Linked DNA regions of Gossypium hirsutum: region 1 is linked to region 2. The links are chromatin contacts, called in public Hi-C maps. All regions are on one chromosome and are shown on one strand. Each heading gives the region's core, a stretch centred on a gene start, on an enhancer-like site or on the middle of the called end of the contact. The rest is flanking DNA. Distances are from core to core; before and after follow the strand shown. Region 1 has its middle 11 kb from the start of LOC121216606. Region 2 has its middle 32 kb from the start of LOC121216441.

What was found. Hi-C and Micro-C count contacts between places; a contact is called where the count stands out from the background.
Region 1: a Hi-C map of leaf shows a contact between it and region 2, with 3 times the contacts expected there. The contact joins two enhancer-like sites. A contact is called at or near these places in 17 of 34 Hi-C or Micro-C datasets (anther, callus, fibers and 4 more).

Annotation. Positions count from the first base shown.
Region 1 is chrD04:32,878,301-32,883,625 of Gossypium_hirsutum_v2.1, reverse strand. No RefSeq gene overlaps it. Among protein-coding and RNA genes, the nearest start is that of LOC121216606, 11 kb to the left of the region's middle. Within about 2 kb of position 1,740, at least 3 of the 9 cell types and tissues checked have an H3K27ac peak or open chromatin away from gene starts, as enhancers often do. A contact at or near this core is called in leaf, where this site is marked.
Region 2 is chrD04:32,728,312-32,733,236 of Gossypium_hirsutum_v2.1, reverse strand. No RefSeq gene overlaps it. Among protein-coding and RNA genes, the nearest start is that of LOC121216441, 32 kb to the left of the region's middle. Within about 2 kb of position 3,091, at least 6 of the 9 cell types and tissues checked have an H3K27ac peak or open chromatin away from gene starts, as enhancers often do. A contact at or near this core is called in leaf, where this site is marked.

The sequences.
Region 1 (5,325 bases), core at 491-2,990, 150 kb before region 2:
TAGTAAAAATATAATTTCACCATTTTAATAGCTTATATTTTTATAAATTTTAAAGGATTAAATCAAATTTTTATATTTTTAAGAGTTCAAAGTGCAATCTTACCTTAATTAATTTTAAATTTTAAAAATTTTAAAAGATTTAAATAATTTTTTTTCCATTTTGGGAGCTGACCCCTCCAGTCCCTAATTTTGCCCCTACTCAAAAATAGTTTAAGTACGAATCAAGAAAAAAAATCCATTTATCACTTCTCTTCTTTCTTTATTTAGTTACCAATAATTAATGTACCAATTATTATAAAAATATAAAAAATTTTGGTTTAGCTTGGGTGTCTTTCATTGCCTAGAGTTTCTTTTCTCATATTACATGACGTGGGTTAGTGCTTTGTTTGTTGATTTGCTATCTATGTAAAATTTGAGTTAGGTTATATGGAAATGATTGCATTTTATTAACTGATTTGAGTGTACAAATTAAAATAAAAAATCTCCACTAATGTAATATAAATTAGAATTATTAATGGAAATGGAAATTTTGAATTAAAAACTGTCAATTCATGCAAAGCAAAAAGTATTTTTAACGGGTGAAGAAATTTTAAGGATTTTTTTTTCTAAAATGAAATACGTGGGCTTAAATGAATAAAATAATAAATTTCTATAATACTAGTAACGAAAATTGTAATGACCTTTTTTGGCATAATCAAAATAAAAATAAAAATGCCCTAAAGATAAAGTGTTCAACTTATAAATTTACCCTAAAAAAGAGTAAAAAACTTAAAAAGGTTAAATTTTTTTTTAATTTATCATTTGATGGTTATATGAGAGACATGGATGATATATTTATCAATTCTAAATATAATGACAAAAATAATTCAAAAATTTTCAAAGAAGTTACTACTAGAATTACACATAATATAAGTAAAAAGAAATATAACTAGAATCAAATTATTGTAATACACAAACAAATTAAATCTAAATAGAATCCACGTAAAATAAAACTGATCAGTTTCATTAACCCATGTATATTTTATTTGCTTTGAAGAAAAATATAAGAATTCCTAAGAAAAAAAAACATTATGCACGATAAAAAAATGGGATCAAAAGTCAAATCATTCAAACAATTTTTTCTGATTAATTTGTTGGATGAATTTGTTGGATGATTTTTTAATGTTGTAAAATAAATGTTAAACGTAAGTAATAATTAATGAAAACAAGCATTTGGTATTATTTTGGGAATAAAATTAAGAAGTTAAAAGTTTAAATATGATTAAGTATAAATAAAATTGAGAACAAAAAGAATGACCTTGCTTAAATTCTTAAATATTCATCAAATCAAACAAATCACTAGTTTTTATTCAATGGATTATTAATGGTTATGTCATTGGGACAAAGCCAGAAAATTATTTTAGGAAGTCGAAACTAAATTATAATTTTTACGATAGTAAAAATATAATTTTTAAAAGATTAAATCAAAATTTTATCATTTTTAAGAGGAATTAAAGAACAATTTTACTTTTACTAAAAATTTTAAATTATAAAATTAAAAAAAGTTCATTTTAGAGGTCGAGATCCCTGTCAGCCCCCTTAAATTCCCCTTTTACATCATATAGATATAAGAATTAATTAGTAGTGTTGACACTCCTCTTTTAATATACAAACAAGTTGTGATAGACGACTAGTCATAACTGATAAGTTGTGAATTTTGGGGGGAAAAAGTGAAAATACAAAAACATGTAGGATACCACAAATGCCTGGGAATCTTATGAATGAAACAAGAAGAAGAAAACACAGGAAAATCTAGGGTCCATATCTCTTCCTTTATCAAACTTATCAAGTTTTGACTAATGGGCCAACCACAATGGGTATTTTGTCCATTGCCAACTTATCAGTCTTTTGGGTCATATCCTTTCAATAATATCTAATCAATCCTATTGCTTCCTTGACATAATTAACTGACAACAGAAGGATCAAACTTCAACATAGATAACTTTATGAAATTTATTAAACATTAAAATTTAAAAAAATCATCAAAAAAGTTGAAAGTATAGAAATTCTAAGAATATATTATTTTAATAAATGATTTTGTGTTACAAAGTTAGACAATGTAAATGAGATTGGGCCTTTGAAGTGGCAAATTGATATTTTTGAATTATTTATGAAAGTTATTAAATATGTATATAAGATACTATTGAGTGATGATAGATTTTTCATATTTAAATACAGATGTTGTATACAATGCAAAGGAACATAATGGGATACTAACCGAAAGATACATGGCATGATCTTGACATGGATTGTCTACACTTTTTGAGGCACTAGAGCTTCCAAAAGTCTTTGTATGATCATATAAATTAACAAGTTTACAAAAATTTCAAGCACAAGGAAAACCAAGTTGAATTTCTTTTTATTAAAACATAATTGATAATAAATGTTAAAATTAAAACTAATTGCAAATCCAACTTAATTAAGACCCAATCCTTAATGTATTTTAAGTTGAAATATTTTAGTTTTGAATTATAAGGATTCTAATAAAAGCCAGTTGTGTAATCTTTCATCTGGTGTTTTTTCTTTTAAAAAATTTATGAGATTAACAATACGTACTAAAATAAAACAATTAGTTTGGATGAAAAAATAAAACAAATCTTAAAACTTCTAATAGTTAAATAATCCAGAACAATTGATTAAATATTAGACTAAAGTTTATATGATAAAAGAGTTTTTTTGAACAATCTTATTATATGTTTTGATCGTATTTGTTTTATATATATATATATATACAAATGGTTAGAATTATCCATAACCCCTCCTCAACCCATAAATAAGAGAATAATGCAACCTACATCCTTCTGCATTGACAATAATATCCATATCAATCGAATTAAGACCCAATCAATATATAATAAAACTTTTAACTTATAATATATACAATTTTAAATTAAACTTATTTTAGTATTATCATACAGTTCAATGTAAATAAATCATTGGTGTTATAGTAAAAAGCTTGTGTTACTAAAAAAAAGAAAAAAAAAACTTGTGTTGATATTTAAGTTTTTAATTGAAATTTATTTTGGAATTTAATTCTTAAATAACATTGACCCTCTCTTCTTATAAGAAAAAAACAAACAAAAATTGTCGCTTTCCCATTTCATTTTCATACTACTTAGAGTCTTCGATAGGTTCAATTTTAAGGAAAATGAAAACAGAAAAAGTAATTTGAAACTCAATAAGTTAGAACTGATAAATATAAAATTCAGTTGAAAAGTATTTAATACAAAAAAATGATATTTATTTCTTTGCAATAGTTTGCAAAACTAGTATAACAATTTAGCAATTTTAATATCAACACTCGAATATTTAAAAGTATAATTGATAATGTTATAAATACCTTTCCAATTTAGAACTCACCACCATTGTCTTACCGTGGCACGATTTCGCTAGACGTTACTTTGTTAGCGGCATCACTTCATCAAGGTCGAGTTTCGTGAATACATACACATAACACTTGGAACTTATATGATCTATTTCACCAAAAACAGGTGTTAGGTCCTTCCTTGTATGACTCACACATGAGACCTCACTTACCCATTGCCACACTATCGTTGTCTATCTAGAGGCCTACTATGCTCCTCAAGTGGTTGGCTAAGATGAGACTCGAGTTGTACATGTGTCAAGACCCAAGGCTAAGAGAGGGTTACCTTGACGTATAAATACTTACCCTTAACCTTGGGAAAGCCTTATCTCTTTCCATTACACCTCCGCTATAAGAACATGACAACTTTACCCACGACTCTTGACACATTTTCCATCGTGTGAACTATCACCTTCTTACCCCATTCTAACTTGTCAACAACAATTGGTGCAAAGAGCATGGACTGCCATGGCTTTTCCCGATGAGAATGTACCTAAAACCCAATAACCTTCTACTTAATATGTCGGTCAGACTAGCAACCAACAAGTAACGCACCCTTACAACCCTTATGCTATGTTTATAAGGACTAGTTCCATTAGCACCACCATTGGCTTCAGCCCTCCACCAAATATTTTCCTAGTATTTACATATGAAGAACAAGCCACCTAAAATCTCCACTCCAATCTCCATTCTTCCTCTCAACAGTTTCTAGAATTACAAGCGTAAATGAGGACTCTTAAGGATCAAATACTCTAGCTAAATCTAAGGCATGAACAACAATACTAGTATTATCTAGACTAGCATCGTCAATATAATAAGACAATAATGAAATTAAAAGGGGGCCAATGTCCTCCACCTCATTTCCAAAACCAATAGGATGAAGCTACTTTCCATTAATGCCTAAGTTTAGGGGCGTAAACCATAAATGAAATATCACCCAAGACAAATTCATCCCTAACAACAAGCATTGTAAGATGAAATGGGAGCTTTAGATTGGGCCTCTTACTCAAATAATCCATTAGCACCTGATATAATAGGAATCGACCTCCCTACAACTCTTAAGTTCCACATAAAATATTTATGAGGAGAATAAGTCCTTGACTACTCATATAATGCAATATAATGATAACGAATGTCTTTGGACCTTATGGTGCTAGCAAATGAAAAGCTTTTCCAACAACTCTTAGAGGTAATGTAGAGAATTAGTATCTATCTTTCTTGAGGGCCATATCCATAATCTGAATAGTTAGGTTGCTGATTCTTGGGAAAATTATGAGCACATTAAACCATAATGAATACACCTTTGAGTCTTTTATCTGTCAAACAAAGATATGGTGAGCACTTGCATGATTATCTTAAGCATTTTCAAGCGGCAACCCTCAATACTAAAGACTTGATAGATCAATGGGTTGTAGATGCCTTACACTGCCACTATTAGCTATGATATTGCTAATACAAAACCTAGTCTCAACGTATAAAACCAAAGTCAAAGGATTTTGAAATTTACCAAAGACCCAACAATGGCAAAGATTCCAACAAAAATCTTTAGCGACAAAACTATTCTCAAAATATTTTTCTCAATAGATGCTTAAGCTATAATTTCTCCACAAAACTCTTAAGACACCTTTTCTATAAAAAGAGAAATCTACGTGGGAAGATTCAAAATGACACGACTTCCCACAAACTAATAAGAAGACAACGTGTGTTCCATAAATTATGATTTGTTTATCCACTAACCAATAACAGTTGACACATGTCCTATTAACTGGAAAAGACTTAAATGGGCCCTTTCATGATTCAAATGGTGCCTTTTCAAAATTAAAAGCAAGCACTCTCTACAAGTCTCGTATGCACAACACACGCTACCTCTCCACCAAATGTACATTACACCTACATTTATAATAAAAGGCTAAAGATCTAGA
Region 2 (4,925 bases), core at 1,842-4,341:
CATTAATTAGAATAAAAATTTTCAACATTTAAATAGATGTAGTCGAAACTCCTCTTGTATCATTTGTTTTACAACATTAGTGAATTCCTTCTCCTTTGTCTGTGGTTTCTTTTCCTAAAAGGGTTTCCACGTAAAATCTGTGTGTTCTTATTTTTTTTTATTTTTGCGATCATTCTATTGCCATTATCGACATTTATTATAATAAACCGGTATCAGATCTTTCGAGTTATTTATCTCGATCACGGTAATAGCGACAATGAAGTATGATATTCCATTATTGGATCACAACACCAGATTCGCATTGTGGCAAGTAAATATGCAGACAGTTCTTGCGCAAATGGATTTGGAGGATGCCCTGTTATGGTTAGATAAAATGCCTTCGAAATTGACAAATGAAGAGAAGAAGTGTAAAGATCAAAAGGCTTTAAAGCAATTACATCTGCATTTGTTGAATCAAATTTTACAGGACGTGTTAAAGAAGAAGACCGTCGCTGCATAATGGGCAAAGCTACAACAACTATGCATGTTGAAAACCCTAAGTAGGAAGTTGCATCTGAAGCAACATCTTTATTCTCATCGTTTGGAGGAAGGTCTGTCTATGCTCGAACACTTAACTGTGTTTAAAGAAATTAACTCGGACTTAGAGGCCATGAAGGTTCAGTATGATAAAGAAGATTTAGGGTTAATTCTACTTTGTTTGTTACCCTCACCTTATTCAACTTTTAGAGATACAATTTTGTATAGTCGGGAATCTCTCACAGTTGATGAAGTCTATACTTTTTTAACCTCACATGACAATATGAAGCATATTGTGGTTGGATTCGACTCTCAGGGAGAGGGTCTCATTGTTCGTGGGAGATAAGAACGAAATACTGGCGATAATTGTGGGAGGACATAGGAATGAAATCCTCGCAGTAAATCTAAAGGTAGACCAAGATCTTCAAACAAAGGTAAAACCTTTAATTTCTGCAAAAAGAAAGGGCACATTAAGTCTAAGTGTTATAAGTTGCAGAACAAGATCAAAAGGGGGGCGGCGAATTAAAAGGGAAAGCAACTAGAACAATCCGATAAAGTTGATGTTGCAGAAGACTATAGTGATGGTGAACTCCTAGTTGCTTCTACCGATAACTCTAAAGTGAGCGAGGAATGGATCCTCGATTCTAGTTGCACCTTCCATATAAGTTCCAACCAGAATTGGTTTACAACATATGAAATAGTGTCTGAAGGTGTTGTTTTGATGGGAAATAATGCTTCATGTAGAATCGTAGGTATTGGCACGATAAAAATTAAGATGTTCGATGAAATCGTCAGAACACTTAATGGCGTACGATATGTACCATAATTGAAGAGAAATTTGATTTTGTTGAGTACTCTTGATAAAGGGTACAAGTACACAACTGAAAGTGGGTTTCTAAATATTATTAAGGGTTCCTTCGTTGTGATGAAAGAGTAGAGAAAAACGGTCAAGTTATATATTTTGCAGGGTTCAACTGTTACTGGTGATGCAGCTATCGTTTCCTCTTTCTTGTCAGATGATGGTGTTACTAGACTTTGGCATATGTGTCTAAGGCATATAAGTAAGAACGACATGAAAAACTTAAACAAAAGAGGGCTTCATGATGAACAAGGCATTATCAAACTGAAGTTTTGTGAGCACTGCATTTTTGGGAAGCAAAAGAGAGGTCAATTCACAAGAGGAATCCATAACACGAAGGAAGCACTGGATTATATTCATTCTGATATTTGGGGACCATCTATAGTGCCTTCGAGGGGTGGCGCTAATTATATGTTACGATCATTGATAATTTTTCCAGAAAAGTTTGGGCATTCTTTTTAAAGCAGAAATGTGATGTGTTTTCCATGTTTAAGGCTTGGAAAACTATTATCGAGAAGCAGATAGGAAAACAAATAAAACACCTCTGCACAGATAATGGTTTGGAATTCTAGTCTGATGAATTTAATGAATTGTGCAAATTAGAAGGGATTGTGAGATAATTGACAGTTCACCATACTCCATAACAAAATGGCGTTGCAGAACAAATAAATAGAACAATCATGGAAAAGGTTTGATGTATGTTGTCAAATACTTGTTTACCAAAGTTGTTTACCCAAACTTGGAATTAACACTCGGTATCTCATTTTTGTATGTGAGTGGATCATCATCTTCATGTTTGATTGGTTCTATGTTTGTAAACATTACTATCATACATGAATAAATATATTTTTTTTAAATTCTCTCACTACGATGATGACCCCTATGTTGTTATTCATTCACAGGTCTACTATTCAGAATGGTGTCTAGTATCAAAACTTGAGGGTTTTCTTTATTTCTTGAGAGTTCCTCTAGTAACAATCTAATTCGAGAATTAAAGTTGTCCGTGTAACTTTCCCCTAAAAAAGTAGCATGTAACACTTTGAAATTTTTTACTTGACACGTGGTGCTACGCCAATGCCAATAAGTGAATTTATAAGAAATTTGGAGAACAAATAAAAAAAATGATTATTAAGAGAATAAATTGATTTTAGATATGAAAATTAATGGAAAAAATCTCTGGAATGAAAATATGGAAAATAAACCAAATTAAAATTTTTGAAAGTTTAGGGATTAAAGTGCAAATTTGACTAGAATGGAAAAGTGAACCATTATTTATCATGTGACATGGAAACGTATCGAATTATATGTTAATGTGATAAAAATCACTTTTGGACTAAATGGAAAGAAATTCAAAAGTACAAGAATTAAATTGTAAAATTTTCATTTTTGCTAAAGAATGATTAAAAGTATAATTCTCATTATTTATAGATTTATATTCAATACTGCAAGTGAATTATGAGATTTGGAAATGATGATTTTCTATTAATGCGAAGAAATTGAGCTTTCAAATAAATAAGGGCACAATGATAATTTTGTCATGAGAAGATATTTTATTCATTTCTCGATAATTAAATCTTAGACATATTATTTTAATGAGACATTTGATAATTGGAGTTGATTTGGGCTATTTGGATCATGTGTAGGAAGAGTGGGCCACAAATTTGCTAAACTATGGGTTTAAAATTTTTGGTCTGGGCTTTTTAGCCCATTTGAATATTTTTAAGGGGGAAGAAGAGTGTAAAATTATCTCCACTCTTCCCCCAACCAGCCGTTCACTTCGGGGATGAAGATAACCCCCCTCTTTTCGTTTCTTCCTCATCTCTCATGCTTTTCTCTCAAATCAAACCATTTCCAAGCATCCAAACTTTAATTTCTTGATAAAATCAAATAGGAAACTTGATTCCAATCTCATTTCCTCCATTAACTTCATTATTCAAGTTGGGTTATCATGGGTTTTAGTGAGAGAAAACTTCAAAATTGTAAGCAATGAAAATTTCCACCTCTTTTCTCATGACATTTGAGTTTAAATGCTATGAGAAAGTTTAGAAAGGTATTATATAAATATTTTGGTATATTTTTAATGTATGGTTAATGAGAACATGTTGAGAATGGAGGAGCTTCCAATATTAGATGAGCACGGAATCAAGGTTAGGAAGATTAATTATGTGTTTTTAGAGCATCCAAAGAAGTACCATTGGTTTCTTTTATTTTTCCTATGTTAAAATGTTTAGGAGAATGATAAAAATAATGTAATAATTATGAAATTCATTATTACGTAAGTAGGTATAAGGTTCAGAGTATATGTGAGAACATGTAATTCTTATGTTGTAGTAAAAATACTTAGTTATGAAATGTCATGTTAATTAATATTGTGTCATGAAAATTTTGGATGGTCATGAAAAAATTAATAAATATATTTGGATATTTGAGCAAAATTATGGAATGCAATATTTAAGTGAAATGGTATTAAAATACTATGATATGATACATTGGTAAATTAATGAACGTAAATCTAAATGAAAGTAAAGTTATAAAGTTGTTTGATATAATGACCCATTCCGTGACTTGATCACTTAAAAAGTATTGAATATGTAAATGAGAAAATTTGTAAAAATTATTGTGTCTATGGGTATAACTAGAGGTGTTCATGGGCCGGGCGGCCCGGCCCGACCTGACGGCCCGCTCGAAATATAGGAGGGTTTGGGTAAAAATATAGGCTCCAAATATGGGTTTGGGCAAAAAAATGAGGCCTGTTTAGAAAATGGGCCTGGCCTCGGGCACCACTTTTTTGGCTCGGCCTCCCGGCCCGAATATAATAAATATATATTTTTTATTTTTTAATTTTAAAATATTTTTAAAATACTTTTTTATTTTTTATTTTTAAAATAAATTTTTGGTGTTTATTAAAAAATGGGCCGGGTTGGACTCAGGCTTAGGAATTTTTTTTCGGGCCAGACCTGGACATAATTTTAGGCCCATATTTCGGGCTGGGCCGGACCCGGGCCTAGGACACGGGCTAATTTTTTTCTGGGCCCAGCCCGAACCCGACCCGGCCCATGAACACTTCTATGTATAACTGTTAATTGGGTGCCCTTGGCACCAAAAATATGTGCATGCGTTAAGCACTCAAAGTGCATACATGTGTATTCAACATTGAGTTGTTTAGTAAACTTCTGAATATGCTTCTATTTAATTAATAAATGTGCTATTGTTCTATTCTTAAAATATGTCAATTGTGACGTTAAGTGCCTCAGTAAGCTTAGTATAATAGGTAGGACATGATTGGTATTCCAATAGAGATGTATATGTACTTGGAGTTACGTATTGGAGTTTTGTAGTCTTTGGGCTTAGCACTTCGGTGTTTTTTGGTTGTTTGGGATAGATGTGTTTTTGTGCAATTTGGTTGTATGGCACTACAATAAATTTATCTATTAGTGGTGTCTAAAATATTGTCAATAAAAATTGCATTTATGTCACTATTAGTATTTGGTGGCGCAAATTCCATCGCCACGATGTTTGTCATGTTAATGTGTAACAAAAATTGCATTTA